Regions from separate parts of the Mus musculus genome. Here regions 1 and 2 are each linked to region 3. Evidence: chromatin contacts called from public promoter capture Hi-C data. All regions are on one chromosome and are shown on one strand. Each heading gives the region's core, a stretch centred on a gene start, on an enhancer-like site or on the middle of the called end of the contact. The rest is flanking DNA. Distances are from core to core; before and after follow the strand shown.

Evidence for each region. Promoter capture Hi-C pulls out the DNA fragments that hold promoters and counts their contacts.
Region 1: a promoter capture Hi-C map of liver shows a contact between it and region 3, with 2.5 times the contacts expected there. The contact joins the enhancer-like site here to the promoter of Ltc4s in region 3. A contact is called at or near these places in 2 of 39 promoter capture datasets (cranial neural crest and liver), 2 of 484 Hi-C or Micro-C datasets (the G1E-ER4 cell line and muscle stem cells), 1 of 115 datasets of contacts at active chromatin or transcription factors (bone marrow-derived macrophages) and 3 of 9 other capture datasets (adipose tissue, liver and pancreatic islet).
Region 2: a contact with region 3 is called in a promoter capture Hi-C map of neural stem cells. The contact joins the enhancer-like site here to the promoter of Ltc4s in region 3. A contact is called at or near these places in 6 of 39 promoter capture datasets (the C10 cell line, the HPC-7 cell line, fetal liver and 2 more), 3 of 115 datasets of contacts at active chromatin or transcription factors (bone marrow-derived macrophages and embryonic stem cells) and 3 of 9 other capture datasets (adipose tissue, liver and pancreatic islet).

What each region holds. Positions count from the first base shown.
Region 1 is chr11:50,041,348-50,045,863 of GRCm38.p6, forward strand. The region is part of intron 1 of Rnf130 (ring finger protein 130); the gene reads left to right. Among named protein-coding and RNA genes, the nearest start is that of Rnf130, 18 kb to the left of the region's middle. Within about 2 kb of position 1,269, at least 28 of the 459 cell types and tissues checked have an H3K27ac peak or open chromatin away from gene starts, as enhancers often do. A contact at or near this core is called in the G1E-ER4 cell line, bone marrow-derived macrophages, liver and 1 more, where this site is marked.
Region 2 is chr11:50,401,042-50,405,682 of GRCm38.p6, forward strand. Rufy1 (RUN and FYVE domain containing 1) reads right to left here. Exons shown (of 18, transcript NM_172557.3): 11 at 3,413-3,580; 12 at 397-494. Among named protein-coding and RNA genes, the nearest start is that of Hnrnph1, 26 kb to the left of the region's middle. Within about 2 kb of position 2,515, at least 30 of the 459 cell types and tissues checked have an H3K27ac peak or open chromatin away from gene starts, as enhancers often do. A contact at or near this core is called in neural stem cells, where this site is marked.
Region 3 is chr11:50,235,842-50,240,441 of GRCm38.p6, forward strand. It overlaps Ltc4s (leukotriene C4 synthase), which reads right to left and starts at 2,691. Exons shown (of 5, transcript NM_008521.2): 1 at 2,537-2,691; 2 at 1,500-1,599; 3 at 1,353-1,423; 4 at 1,176-1,257; 5 at 620-871. The coding sequence starts at 2,594. The coding sequence ends at 730.

The sequences.
Region 1 (4,516 bases), core at 19-2,518, 200 kb before region 3:
CTCCTCCTCCTCCTCCCCCTCCTTCTTCTTCTTCGTTTTAGAGACATTGATAAATGGCCCCTAAAACTCACATGATAACATAAGGGACATAATAAAAAGTCTTGAAAAAGAACAAAAAAGTTCTGGGCTTGGGAGATGGTTCAGTCAGTAGCATCTGCTGCACAGTGTAGTGGCTCCTGCTGTGGGTGGGCCATGCAGAGGGTGGGCCTTGTGCTAGACTTTCTATTTATTGATAGTTCCTTGAAAGACACTGATATAAAAGTATGCTTCCCCCCTCTTTGAGAGGTACTTTCAGAGATAAGTTAAGACCTACCTCAACAAGTGTCTTTGATCATTTTGTACATAAATGTTTGCCTTTTTTTCTGTGTTCATTGCTATATAGACAGCTTGGATTATGAAAACTTGAAACTGCCTCTTGTATGATTTCCTCTACTGTGACTGAGTTTATGGCTGTTCTCTTTCCCTGTTTCTTCCCTACCTCCTGTCTTAGCTACTCAGCTTAAACATTTCTTAACAAGTGTCTTCGGCCTTGTTAGGGTCAGCTATACAGCTCCTAGCTTGTTTCTTGTACCTGATGTTATTGGACCCAATAGTCCAGTCTTTGTCAGTCTGGTCAAGTTCTAGGACTAATGGTACTAGAATAAAGAGATGATTTAAAAATAAAACAAAGGCCGGGCGGTGGTGGCGGACGCCTTTAATCCCAGCACTTGGGAGGCAGAGGCAGGCGGATTTCTGAGTTTGAGGCCAGCCTGGTCTACAAAGTGAGTTCCAGGACAGCCAGGGCAACACAGAGAAACCCTGCCTCGGAAAAAAAAGAAAAAAGAAAAGAAAAAAATTTTAGCCGGGTGTGGTGGCACACGCCTTTAATCCCAGTTCTGCGTTCGAGACCAGCCTGGTCTACAAAGTGAGTTCCAGGACAGCCAAGGCTATACAGAGAAACCCTGTCTTGGAAAAAAAATAATAATAATAAAATAAAAATAATAAAAATAAATAAATAAAGCAAAAGTGCACCCATATTCTCTATATGTCTGCCCAAGGGTTAATGTCTTGGATACTGTTCTGAATTATGGCGATAGGGTCTTGTTATGTAGCCCAAGCTAGCTTTGACCCCTGGGTTCAAATGATTCTCCTACCTTACTGTCCAGAGATTCTGGGTCTGCAGTCTTACTACACTGCACTCAGCTTCCTCTGAATTGTATTGTAACTGTTGTTTGAGACAGAGCCTCACCACGTAGCCCAGGCTGACTAGAATTTGACAAATCTCTCTCAGCCTGCTTAGTGCTTCAACTCCTAACACCTGTCACTGCCTAGCTTTGCTCTGGATTCTTGGTGGTGTCCTAGATCCCTGTGTGCAGCAGCATTATTGAGTCAGTCATTAACTTTGGTTGGTCTTGTGGCAGACAAAACCAGAAGGCTCTGTTGACTGAGCTGGGTCTCTAGATATTCACTTCCTGACTTTTAACAGGGAATTCAATTGCATGTGTTTAAGTAGATGATTCGGTTGACTAGGAACTCAGTGCCAGAAGATAACCCAAGAGGAAGTACAAATTCATAGCGAAATATCTAGCAGGCAGTTGAATGATAAGTGCTAAATTTCAAGAGAGGTTTAGACTTACATATTATTGTCATGTAGGTGACTTCTTGCTGAGAAAAGTGAGCAGTGGACAGAACCTTGGAAAATGAGGAGTGGTGAGAGACAAGTAGAAAGCATGATGAATAGGAGCCAAGTAAAGAAAGGGCCTGAAGAGTCATATTCAATACTGAAATCCTTTCTTGGAATAGGCAGTAAGGTAGTTTAAATACTTAACACTTTTGTTGTGCTCTGGTACCACTTTTGTCTGAGACTGAGCTACCATTTTTACTTGCTTGGATTTATAGCATTGCTCTTGAATGAGATATTTGTTACATCAGTTGTAATAAAAATTATTTTTGAGCATGACTTTTCATGTAAAGTGATTTGTATTAGCCATCATTTAAAATTGCTTTTAAGATGCTTTTTATTATGCCATGGAGAACATCCAACAAATATGTTTGAGTTCTAAGGATGTGAAAAATAATCAAAATCCATTTGAGATGTTCAGTAACTAAGTACAGAAGACAAATGATAATGGATAGCTATTGACAGCTCAACTTGCTGACAGTCGGGCTGTGCATGACTCTTCTTGCAGTGCTGTCCCATACAGCTAGCACTGTAAGTGTGCAGAAGATATTATGTTGCCTCCTTTAAAATCCTGAATAAAAAGAAAATAACTTTTGACATATTTCTTTAGGACATGGCCAAAAAAGTAAAAATTGCCATTTAGGAAAATAAATTATGTACTTTTTAAAACATTATATTCAAAAGTAAAAAGTGAGTAGAATAATATTCAAGAGACTACATAGTTTGAATATTTTGTTAAAAATAAAGCTAGAGGATAATTGAAAGGAGCTTTGAATTTTTAATTAGTTTTATTTAACATTTAAACCGATAACACATTCAAGAATGGGAATAACAGAAATGTTCTTAGATATGAAAATGCAACTTTACTATAACATTTTCCTTAGAAGAATTTCCGAGGGATGGAGACTACTGATGGAAGGTGAGATGTGAGGAGGGTGTATATCCATCCACCCACCCATCCATCCACCCACCCATCCATCCACCCATCCATCCATCCATCCATCCATCCATCCATCTACTTCCTGGGTGCAGGGGTGCTGAAATACTGGTTTTACATTGTTACCAGCATTTCTGTGTGAGTGTTTTTGGATGATGTTAACACCTGAACTCCTAAATTAGTAAAACTGATAGTTCTTCTGTAGGCTTGTAAAGAACAGAAAAGTCTACCTTTTCCCTGTGTACTGGCTAGTTTTGTGTCAACTTGACACAGCTGGAGTCATCACAGAGAAAGGAGCTTCAGTTGGGGAAATGCCTCCCCGAGATCCAGCTGTAAGGCATTTTCTTAATTAGTGATTAAGCGGGGGAGGTCCTCTTGTGGGTGGGACCATCTCTGGGCTGGTAGTCTTGGGTTCTATAAAAGAGCAGGCTGAGCAAGCCAGAAGAAGCAAGCCAGTAATGAACATCCCTCCATGGCCTCTGCATCAGCTGCTGCTCTCTGACCTGCTTGAGTTCCAGTCCTGACTTCCTTTGGAATTGAACAGCAATGTGAAAAGTATAAGCTGAATAAACTCTTTCCTCCCCAACTTTCTTCTTGGTCATGATGTTTTGTCCAGGAATAGAAACCCTGACTAAGACACCCTGGTAAGAGCATTCTTCTTACCTGCCTTCTGCATGCTTGCCTCCTTATCTGCTTTTGGCTTCAACCTACTTCAGTCGGAATCTCTGGGTCAGTGAGATATAGAAATAACCCTTCCCTCAAATATATCACGTAGGTTCCTTACTTCTGTGTTGCTTACTCGGTGTTCATCTCTTCTCTCACCCTCTACCCCTTGACTAGATGTCACATTAAAGCTCATGGTGCCTGGAAGTAGATGGCTCAATTAAATAGGATGTCTAGGGGTTCGTGGTTTAGCTCAGAATAGAGTACTTTCCCAGCATATATAGGGGTCTGTGTTCAATATGATTTCTGGTGTTTTGTTCATTTAAATAAGATGCTGGAAGACAGCTCCAAGTGTTAACTAGTCCACTAGTTACTAGTACACTAATGTACTAGTGAGGGAATAGACTATGATGAATTAGTTTTCTAAGGAGATCCTAAGCAGCGAGAGAAATATAAGAAAATTAGAATCAGGAAAGCTTTGGCTGATCCAAAAGGAACTCACCTCTTAATAAGGGATTCCACCATTCTGATAACCCCTCTCAGGGAGGCTGCGTCTGCACATTTCCAGGCTTTTGTTTCATCTTTTCTGTAAAACTACAACTCTGCTGCAGGAAGAGAGAAGCTAAGAACTCTCCTCTCTCTAGTTGTCATCAAAAGGATAAATAAGCCTTTTTCCCTTGTCTGCCATATTCTTTTAGAAGTGGCCTCCTGGTGGCTGAAAGGCTATGTGTGGTCCTATGGTCTTGCCTAGGAAGTGAGGGAAAGCAGCCTGCAAGTGAATAAATTAAAAATCAGAATGATTTGACATAGATGGACCTACAAAGACGTCTTCCAGGCCTCCTTTCCTGGAGCTGGGTAGAAATACTCAAGAAGTACTGTTAGCTCATCAAAATCAAGACTAGAGTTTTCTTGGAATGAGAAGAAATGAATCCCTTTCCTGTATAAACATGTCCCATGGTCCCCTCCTGATTCTTGGCTTGCTGTTGACTTGATCTGCTGTGTATGATGGGTAATCAGATTCATCAAAATGAAAGAATGAGAAGCACATTTTAAAAATATGGTTGCTTTGTATATCATTATCCTGCTAAGAAAAAGCATAAAGTATGAAAAACCTTAGACTATGTTTAGGGGGCAGGTAGAAGAAGAAGAAATAAAGATAGCAATACTCAGGACCCTATGAAGAGCTGCAGTTTGCAGCAGGTCATAGCTAGGATGCGATTGCTTATAGCAGTGGTTCTCAACCTTCCTAAACTGTG
Region 2 (4,641 bases), core at 1,265-3,764, 170 kb after region 3:
CAGATGACCTCATGGAGCTGTAGTTAAAGGTCACTGTAAGCCACCCAGTGTGGGTGCTGGGAATGAACTGGGGTCTTCTGCAAGAAGTAAGTGCTCTTAATTGCTGAGTCATCTCTCAGTCGCTGGAACTCTATTGTGGTCCACTGCTGAGCGGATATTTCAATGTGACAGTGGTAATCCACTCTTTATCTAGTTCCAGATCCTGAGAGGACACTCTGATGGAGTGGCCAAAAGCCTGGCTGACTGACTGACTTATCAAGGCTGCTGTAACCCCAGAGGGTAGCCAAGGAAGAATGGTGACCCCAAGTTGTCTGTACTTCTCAGTGGGACACTATCTCTAGGCCAAAGTACGCTCAGAACCTTCTAGAGACGGCATGTCTACCAGGGAAGGGTTACCTTTCCTCCATTTGCTTCATGCTGGACATCACCTGAGTGGTTTTTCCTTCAAAAGATGCGATGGCTTCATTCTTCTGCTGTAAACTGCTCTCTGCACTCTACCAAAGCAAGGAGAGGAGGTTGTAAGCTGCCCACTTTTCCACATCTCTGCATGACATACAGGGCTCACTGTTAACACATATTCTACGACACTCTCAAGAGTATTTGATTAATGGCTGTTCTTCCCTAGAGCCCAGAAGACAAACCAGGTCAAGGCTCCAGCTCTGCCAATGGAAGAAGAGCAGAGGCAGGTACTGGGGTTGGCTTCCTGGAGTCAGTGTGAACTCTGATCCTGAGTAGCATCATAGCCTGGGCATACTTGCCAGTTCATGTGACCCCTTGAAGGTTCTCAAGGGAGGTCTTGTCAGCCTCGGTTTCCTATCAAGCAAGGGAGGCTCAGAAGAGAAGAGACTGCCGGGGACTGAAGAGCCAGCCCGAGGCAGGGCAAGTCCTCAGCCATGTCCGTGAGACGCACTGTGTCCCAGTTTTAATCAGAACAGGTACCCAGTACCAGGAAGCAACACTCTGAAGTCACAAAAGACACTGTAAAATGACAGGCTACTGAGAGGCTGCTGTGGAAGGAAGTCCTAAGGAACACAGATGGTGCTCTTGGATGGACTCTTCCACTAAGAAAATCACCGAAGAAAACAAGATGAAACAGCACACTAAGTGTAATTCAGCTCAAAGAGAGAGCTCCAGAGGAAATGCAGAAAAGACAGCGTAACAAGGGCGAGGGTGACCAGCCTTATCAATAACACTTCAGACCCCATCGTGAGGTGGTTGCCACATGATCAACCCTGATGCCACCTTGGTATTCTACAGCTTACTTCAGCTCAGTTTTGCTAGCAGCCTGCAGAGTTAATGAGGATGCCACAGGTGAATGCACTCCCCAAGACTGCCCCCCTCCTTGCCTCAGGGGAGGTCTAAGAGTTACTACCTGCCTATGCCACTGTTGGCACTGCTGATCAGTAGGACAGACACGATGGTCAAGATGGGAGTGCTGCTCTAAGGCCAGAGGCTGCACACATGATGGGTTGGCCCTGTCAGGGCTGATGTGACAAGGCTGGAAAGTTGGTGGTTCTTGCTAGTTATGCAAAGCAGTTAGTATAACCCTGTCACCCTAACTGGGAAGACAGTTAGTGACAGTACTGCTACCGCTCCAGGAGAGGTGCCTGGGGGGTAAGAGTGCCAGCAGCTGTCAGTGCTCTGTGCTGCTTGAGCAAGGTTCTGAAAGAAGGGCAGAGTCCAGGACAAAGCTGGCTAGTTTGCAGAGAGACATACCACACATCCAGAGAAAGGGGCTAGATGAGCAACTTCTCTTGACCCTCCAACGTAGAACACTAAGTATTAGTAGGCCGGGCACAGAGGCACATCCCTGTAATCCCAGCACTTGGGAGGCAGAGGCAAGCCTGGTCTACATACAGAGTTCCAGTACAGCCAGGTATATATAACAACAAAACAAAACAAAACAAAACAAAACAAAACAAACAAACACACACACACACACACTGGCCATAAAAGCCCTGTTAAGTCAGCTCATGCAGGCTGGAGGAATGGATCATGGGTAGAGCATACGTGCGGCCCCATGTAGTGAAACTCAGACCCCAGTCTCTTCTACGTAAGGCTAGGATTTTGGATGATCAGTCATTAATAAAGCAGAGAGACACAGGCACAGGCGTAGACTCAAACCCTGACACAGTCATGCAAAGCCGTGATCAAGAGGAAGAAGTGCATTCACTGAAGTGACCTGAGCCTGTGACAGAGGTGACAGGACTGCCAACGAGCCAAGAATCTGCTAGAGAAATACTTAGGAATACGGCTCCTATTATGAATGCCAGGCTAGCAAACTGACACCAGTCAGAGGCTGGTCACCAAAGCTGTTTATCTTCAAGAACTCCTTCAAAACATGGCCAAGGACGTTTGGGTCTGTGGTCTGTCTGGGCGGTCCCTACTCAGACAGAGTGCTTGCCTCTTTTCCAAGCGGGTCCTCTACACTGCATGCTCTGTTTCTACCTCATCGACATAGGCTGTGATGGGCCAATGTGAGACGGACAGTTGGCTTCCAGCTCATGGGTCATGTGGGCTGCTGGAGAGTTCCTGGCTGCCAGCCAGAGTCTGTGGCCCTGAGAAGGATTCGGAATCTGGATAGAACTTCCCAGAAGCATTCTTGGGGCTAACTAGAGACAGACAATTATGTGCCCACCAACAAACATTCTCTCTCTCTCACCAGGCTGCAGCCCAGAAAAGAGGGAGTTCCTAGAGTCCTGCAGCTACGACGATCAACATCCCCCACAGAGCACACCAGAGGCAATGTGTACAGCCTCCATCTCGGCTGGAGACAGGACAGGTCTGGCTGGCTCTAGATGGCTCCTTTTTCTCTTCCCTCTCAGAGGCACAAGTGCAAAGCTGCTGAGGTCTCTGAGTGACTGCCAAGAGCAAGGTCTGAAGGGCTCGCCCTGTTACAGAGAAACTTCCATGCTCCATGGCAGTCTACTAGATTACTGGAGCACTTTCCCTAACACACACTATTATGTCTCCTCATGAGCCAAAACCTGAAAAAGAATGTAAAATCTTAAAACAGATGGTTCGTCAGGAGGTCCCGGCATCCACACTGGGCAGCTCACAAATGCTCTAAGGAGTCTGAGGTATCTGGCCTTCTCAGGTACATGCACACATGAGTACATACACTCACACAGACACACATGTAAATACAAACATAAAAATAAACCTTAAAAACAAATATATACAGCAGACACAGCAGTGTATACCCCAGCATCCAGAGGCAGAGGCAGGTGGAACTCTGGGTTTGAGGTTAGCCTGGTTTATGTTGTGAGTTCCAGGGCAGTCAGAGCTACCCATGAGACCCTACACTACAATAACATAGGGGTTGAGGATTAGGCTTGTCTGCACATTGTAGGAAGGAAGATAACACTGGAAGACATCAGTGTGTGTGTGACAGCCTGAGGCCAGCTCTCACCTGAACTTTGTGAAACATCTGTAAGTTAATAGCTTTGACTTCCTCCAGCTGCTGGCGGAGGGCAACGAGCGTGTCTTGCTTCTCATGGGTGTCCTTCTCCAGCAACTTCATGGCGATCTCCATCTCCGTCTTCATTCCAATCTGCAACTCCAGCTCCTTTTCCAGTTCCTTTAAAGACATGTACAAGGAGAAGCAAAGGAGGAGAAAGGTCTGATGGGATTCATTCATTCATTCTCTCCTCCCTCCCTTTCTCCTTTCCTCTGCTCCCATGCCCAGTCCCCTTCCCTTTCCTCCTTTCTTCCTCTCTTCTCCCTCTTCTCAGTTTGGAAAGAATCTAACTGTGCAACCTAGGCTGGCCTTTAACTCGTAATCCTCCTGCCTCCGCTCCTGAGTTATTAGGAGTACAGCACCACCACACCTGGCTCTTTGCCCCTCTTTTCTTTCTTTCTTTTTTAAAAGATTTATTTATTATTATACATAAGCACACTGTAGCTGACTTCAGACACACTAGAAGAGGGTGTCTGCTCTCAATATGGGTGATTGTGAGCCACCATGTGGTTGCTGGGATTTGAACTCAGGACCTTTAGTAGAGCAGTCGGTGCTCTTACCCACTGAGCCAGCTCACCAGCCCTGCCCCTCTTTTCTTATGGTGGAGTGAAAGCTGGCTCTGTATCTAGTCAATGTCCGGGTGATCCTTTTGTGCACCATGTAAAGGTTGTCTTTGTAGTATTCAAGTGCTGGTTTATGGACTGCAGAGATCTGATTACAGGCAGCTGCATCCTGTCTTGTAAACTCTAATACCTTCCGATTGGTTTAATAAAGAGCTGATGGCCTATAGCAGAGGAGGAGAGAACAGGCAGGACTTCCAGCAGAGATAAGGACTCTGGGAAAGAGCCAGGCTCAGGTAGAAATTGTAACAAGCCATGTACAGAATGTAAATAAATATAAATGGGTTAACTTAAGTTATAAGAGCTAGTTGGGAGCTAGCCTAAGCTAAGGCCTGATCTTTCATGTGGGGGTGGAGAGATGGCTCAGCGGTTAAGACCACTGGCTGCTCTTGCAGAGGTCCTGAGTTCAATTCCCAGCAACCACATGGTGGCTCACAACCATCTGTAATGGGAACTGGTGCTCTCTTCTGGTGTGTCTGAAGACAGGTACAGTGTACTCACATACTTTAAATAAATAAATAAATACGAGGCCAGCCTGGGCTACAAAGTGAGTTCCAGGAC
Region 3 (4,600 bases), core at 1,441-3,940:
CTAAAATAAATGGCCATCTCCACCCGCCGGAGGGCTTTCCCACACATTCTTAGGCCTGTTTAAGAGCATTTTTGCTGGCCAGGTAGGTTAAAAGTCATTTTGAGGTGTATTGTCAGTAGGCCTACCTAAGTCCGGTCCTCTTCAAACATCCAGAGATCCACTTGAGAGAACCTATCACTGACTACATTTTTGGCCACACTCACTGCTGTGTGGCCTTAGCTGGGGTGTCCTGAACCTCTATTTGGAGATTCAGCACTGATCAAAAACAGGGACCCAGATCTCACTTAGGAAAAGACTTGATAGGTTCTAGTTGGGAAGTCAGGGCTGGGTGTTGGGGGACACGAAGGCATACAAGATAGAATCCAACACCTGAGGCTCAGCTTGAGAGGAAGGTGAGCCCCAAGTACAGAAAGGTGGGTGAGGGGTGGCTATCTCTGGAAAGAAATGTCAAGGCAGAGGTAGCTGCGCAGGCAAGGTGTTGTCTAGAAGACAGTACAGTGATAAGAACGAATCCAAGCCTGCCTATGCTGGCCTATCCAAGCCTCCCAAAGCCTGGCTGCATCTGTCTGGGGTTTGGGCTCTCCAAGCTGCGGTAAGCGACCCTCTCAGACCCAGAGAATGCAGACGGAACCGTCGTGGGAACTTTAATTAAAAACTGGGATTCGGGGGCGGGCACCCCAGCGTTTTGTTCGAAGATCTCCAGTTCTGCTGATTCGGAGGGCCTTCGCCTCAGGCCATCGGCAGGAGCATCTGGAGCCATCTGAAGAGCGCAGTCCGTAGCGTGCCGGGGAGGAAGTGGACTAGCAAGCCCAGTGCAGCCATCGCCACCAGCAGCCAGAGTGCGCGCGCGCTCGCGTATAGGGGAGTCAGCCTGCGGGTGGCGCTCAGCGGGAGCGGAGCCAAGCCCCCCCCGCCTCCACACAAGGCCCCGCCCCCTCCATGCTAGGACTGCCCCCAGGCCTAGGCCCTCCCCCTCCAGACTAGGCCTGCCCCGCAGGCTCAAGCCCCTCCCACTCCGGGCTACACCGGCTCGCTAGGGCTAGGTCCGCCCACCCGCTGTCCCCAGATCTCTTTCCATGGGTCCCCTGTGGCCGATCGCCGCCTCCCACCCTTTGAGCGGCGTTGGGGAGCGACCCTCCCCTGCAGTGCTTTCCCGGAAGTCCGGCCAGAGTTACCTGAGTTGCGCTGAGCGCGCGTATCCCTGGAAATAGCGGAGGCGCGCGAACAGGTAGAACAGTCCGCACAGGGCTGCGGCTCCTGCGAGAGTCGATGCAAGGCGACGCGGTGAGCACGAGCTCCCGCCATCCGGGATCACCCCCACCCCCGAAGTGTGCCCCCACGCTGCCCCGCACCTTCGTGGAAGAAGATGCCGGCGACCCAGAGTGTGGCGAGGAACAGCGGAAAGTACTCGCTGCAGTTTACCCTGCGAGGGGTAGGCTGGGTGAGCGCGTGGTTCACCTTGGCTGACACCCGAACCCGCCCGGACCCGCCGCGCTCACTGGGCTCGGAAGACGCGCTCGAACTCGGGAGGGCCAGAGGTGAGCGGCGGCGACACGTGGAAAGCCCTTCGTGCAGAGATCACCTGTAGGGAGAAGTAGGCTGCGGCCGTGGGGGTGTGGGAGTCAGGTGTGGTGCTCCGCAGATCTGGAGCGGGATCCGTCCCTTAGTTCCCCTCTCCTTGCCTCTCACTGAGCGACTCTCTTCTAATGCCCTTCTCCCACCTGCCCCATCAGTGGTGTTCAATGGAGAGGCCCTGTAGGCCTGAGGGTTGATTGACTAGGGTGATGCGCGGCTGAAACACCTGCCGGTGGGAGGAACCTTAGAAGACTTTACTCCTGAACGATTTGACTTGCAAAGCACAGGCAAATGCCTACCTCCCGTTCTGCAGGTCTGGACCCCCTGCGTAGGCAATGGACCAGGGCAAAATTGGCTGTATTCTTTAAGGAACAAGGAAGCACACGTTCTGTGGCTAAGGGACCCTGGTTTCCCCTCTACAGAATCAGCCAGAAGGGACTCTGCCACAAGCCAGAGTCAGTCTAGCTTGGGTCTCAGTACCACCACACAATAGCATAAATTCTTGTCTCAGTTTCTGTTTAGACATCATGGACCCAGCCTTAAATCTGGCAGATACTGTGCTCCAGATGCGTGGAGTTGGGACTCTCCCAACCTAAGCCCATAGCTATTCCACTAGTCACTGTATTGCACTCCCAAACAGATACCAGCTCCCACCACAAGGCAGGCACCTCAAGTGGCCCCTCAGCAGGGTGGCCATCCTTCACCTGGTCCTCCCCTGTAGACACTCCTTAGAGAGTGTCTATACCTGCTCCAGGGAAGTGGGGACTTCTCAGCTGGAACTTTGGCCCTCCAACAGTTCTTGAATTGCTTGGACCTTGGTACCAGGAGGCTAGCCTAGAAGCCTCCTGTCCTTCTCCTGAGCCTGGGCCTGCCAGCACCCCAATTCCCTACCCCAGGAGCCTGAAGAGAGCAGACTACAGGATGTAAGATCCACCCACCTCCCAGACAGGAGCCAGCCCACCTTGCAACAGAACTCCCACGAGGGTGACGGTAGCCAGAAGAGCCACTTCGTCCTTCATGTTGCCAGCCACAGGCAGAATTAGCTTTGGTGTTCTTCTTATCGCCCAGTGTGCTACTCAGACGCTGGCCCAGGAGAGGAAGAGCCTCGGCGCTCTCCACCCCTTTGCAGTAGAGGCGGGGAGGGGTGGGGATATGACTGTATCCACAAAGGCAGGGAGCCTGGCCAGGCTGGGAAGGTAGAAACCAGTGCTGTGGACAGCTTGACCACTTCCTTCCAGTTGTTCCTGGCCTTTCCGTGCTTAGTCCTGTGGTGGCGGAACTCATGCTGCTCACCCAGGCTCCCTCTGACTGCTCACCCATGCCCCCTCTAGCCTTGTGTGTTTCCAGCTACCATATCATCTAGACCCTGCATCCTTGGTAGTTTCCCACTGGCCTTTCAGACTTCCCCTTCATCCAGGGTTTACCCTAGGCTCTGGGCTCCTGGACTCCCACCCCTGACTTCCCCTACCCCAGTGATGACTGGGTCTGTATTCCCATCCAGGGCTACTCTGTAATGTCTAGTGCTGACACACCCTTCCCAACTCCCTATGGCTTCATAATGTCCAGGTGTCCCCAGCCACAATGGACCTACCCATGTTCTTCTTCCTCCTTGGCATCCTGAGGCCCATCCCCCTCAGAGCCCCAAAGGCTCATGAATGATATTTTTTATCCTTGGTTATGGGGAAATACTTGTCTCTAGGCTGGTGTATTTGCCCAGCATCCTACTTGGCTCCAGGCACTGACCCTTCCCTTCCTTAGCCTAGTCCTTTCCACACCAGACAAAGCTGACAACTCCCCACCACTGCCACACTTGTGGTGTAGTCATGTGTGCCGATGTTGACAGAAGAGAGACCCAGTTCTGGAAACTTCCATTAGCAGTCTGGGAAAGGAAGCTTAAGAGTACAGAAGCTGAGAAACTCTTGTTGTCGAGCCCTGGGGGCCACCTTGTGTGGTGTGTGCTCCTGGACTGTTCTTCCTTGTGAAATAGCCACTTCTCTTTTCCGATGAAGCTGGTTTGAGGTAGATTTGGTCAGCAGTGGCAAAATCCAGATCCATCTGGAAGAGTGGACGGAGCCATAGGTGAAGGGCGTGAACCAGCACAGGACAGGAGAGGAGCGTGTACTGGGGAACTAACAGGTCCTAGGCCACACTCCTGTCCCTGCAGCCAGCTTGGCCATATCATGGGTGTCATAAGACAGGGTCACCCTTGGGAGCTTCTGCTTCCCCACAGCCAGCCTCCGTCCTCGTTGCCTGAGGCCTTGGTCCCTGTGGACTCCCCAGAACCCCTTCGGTCTCTTTGTTCATTATTGCCCTCAGAAGATCTGAGGCCTACCTGCTGGGGCTCTGCAGGTTTCTCAAGATCACAGTTGGGTCAACGCTGGTCCTTGCATTACACCAACGTGTAATAGCAGTAGCTGGTGCTCTGAACTCAAGGAATGGTCAGGACACAGGCGTTCCAGGGCAAGATGGGCCTGCACCATGCCAATGCTTGGGTTCCAAACTTCAGGAGGCTGCAGTTGGGGCAGCTTCCGGGAGGGAAGGCATTGAAAAGGCAGAACAGGGCTGGTGAGATGGCTCAGTGGGTAAGAGCACCCGACTGCTATCTGAAGGTCCAGAGTTCAAATCCCAGCAACCACATGGTGGCTCACAACCATCCGTAACGAGATCTGACTCCCTCTTCTGGTGTGTCTGAGGACAGCTACAGTGTACTTACATATAATAATAAATGAGTCTTTAAAAAAAAAAAAAAAAAAAAGAAAAGGCAGAACATAGGATACAGGCAGGCCATGCTCCTATATGCCCATGTGGATAGTGTGCCTGTCTGCGTGCCTGTCAGCAAATGAACATCTCTGCGTGTCTCTGCGGTGAGCGTGGGTGCTCGCCGGTGCAGGCTACAGACAAGTCTATGTCTTGTGTTACTTCAGGCTCTGCTCTGCCAACCTTACATTTCCTCTCAGGCCCATGTGTCCTCCCATCAAAGTTCATTCTCTCTGGCCTGGCCACAGGAAACAGAGGCTTGATATCA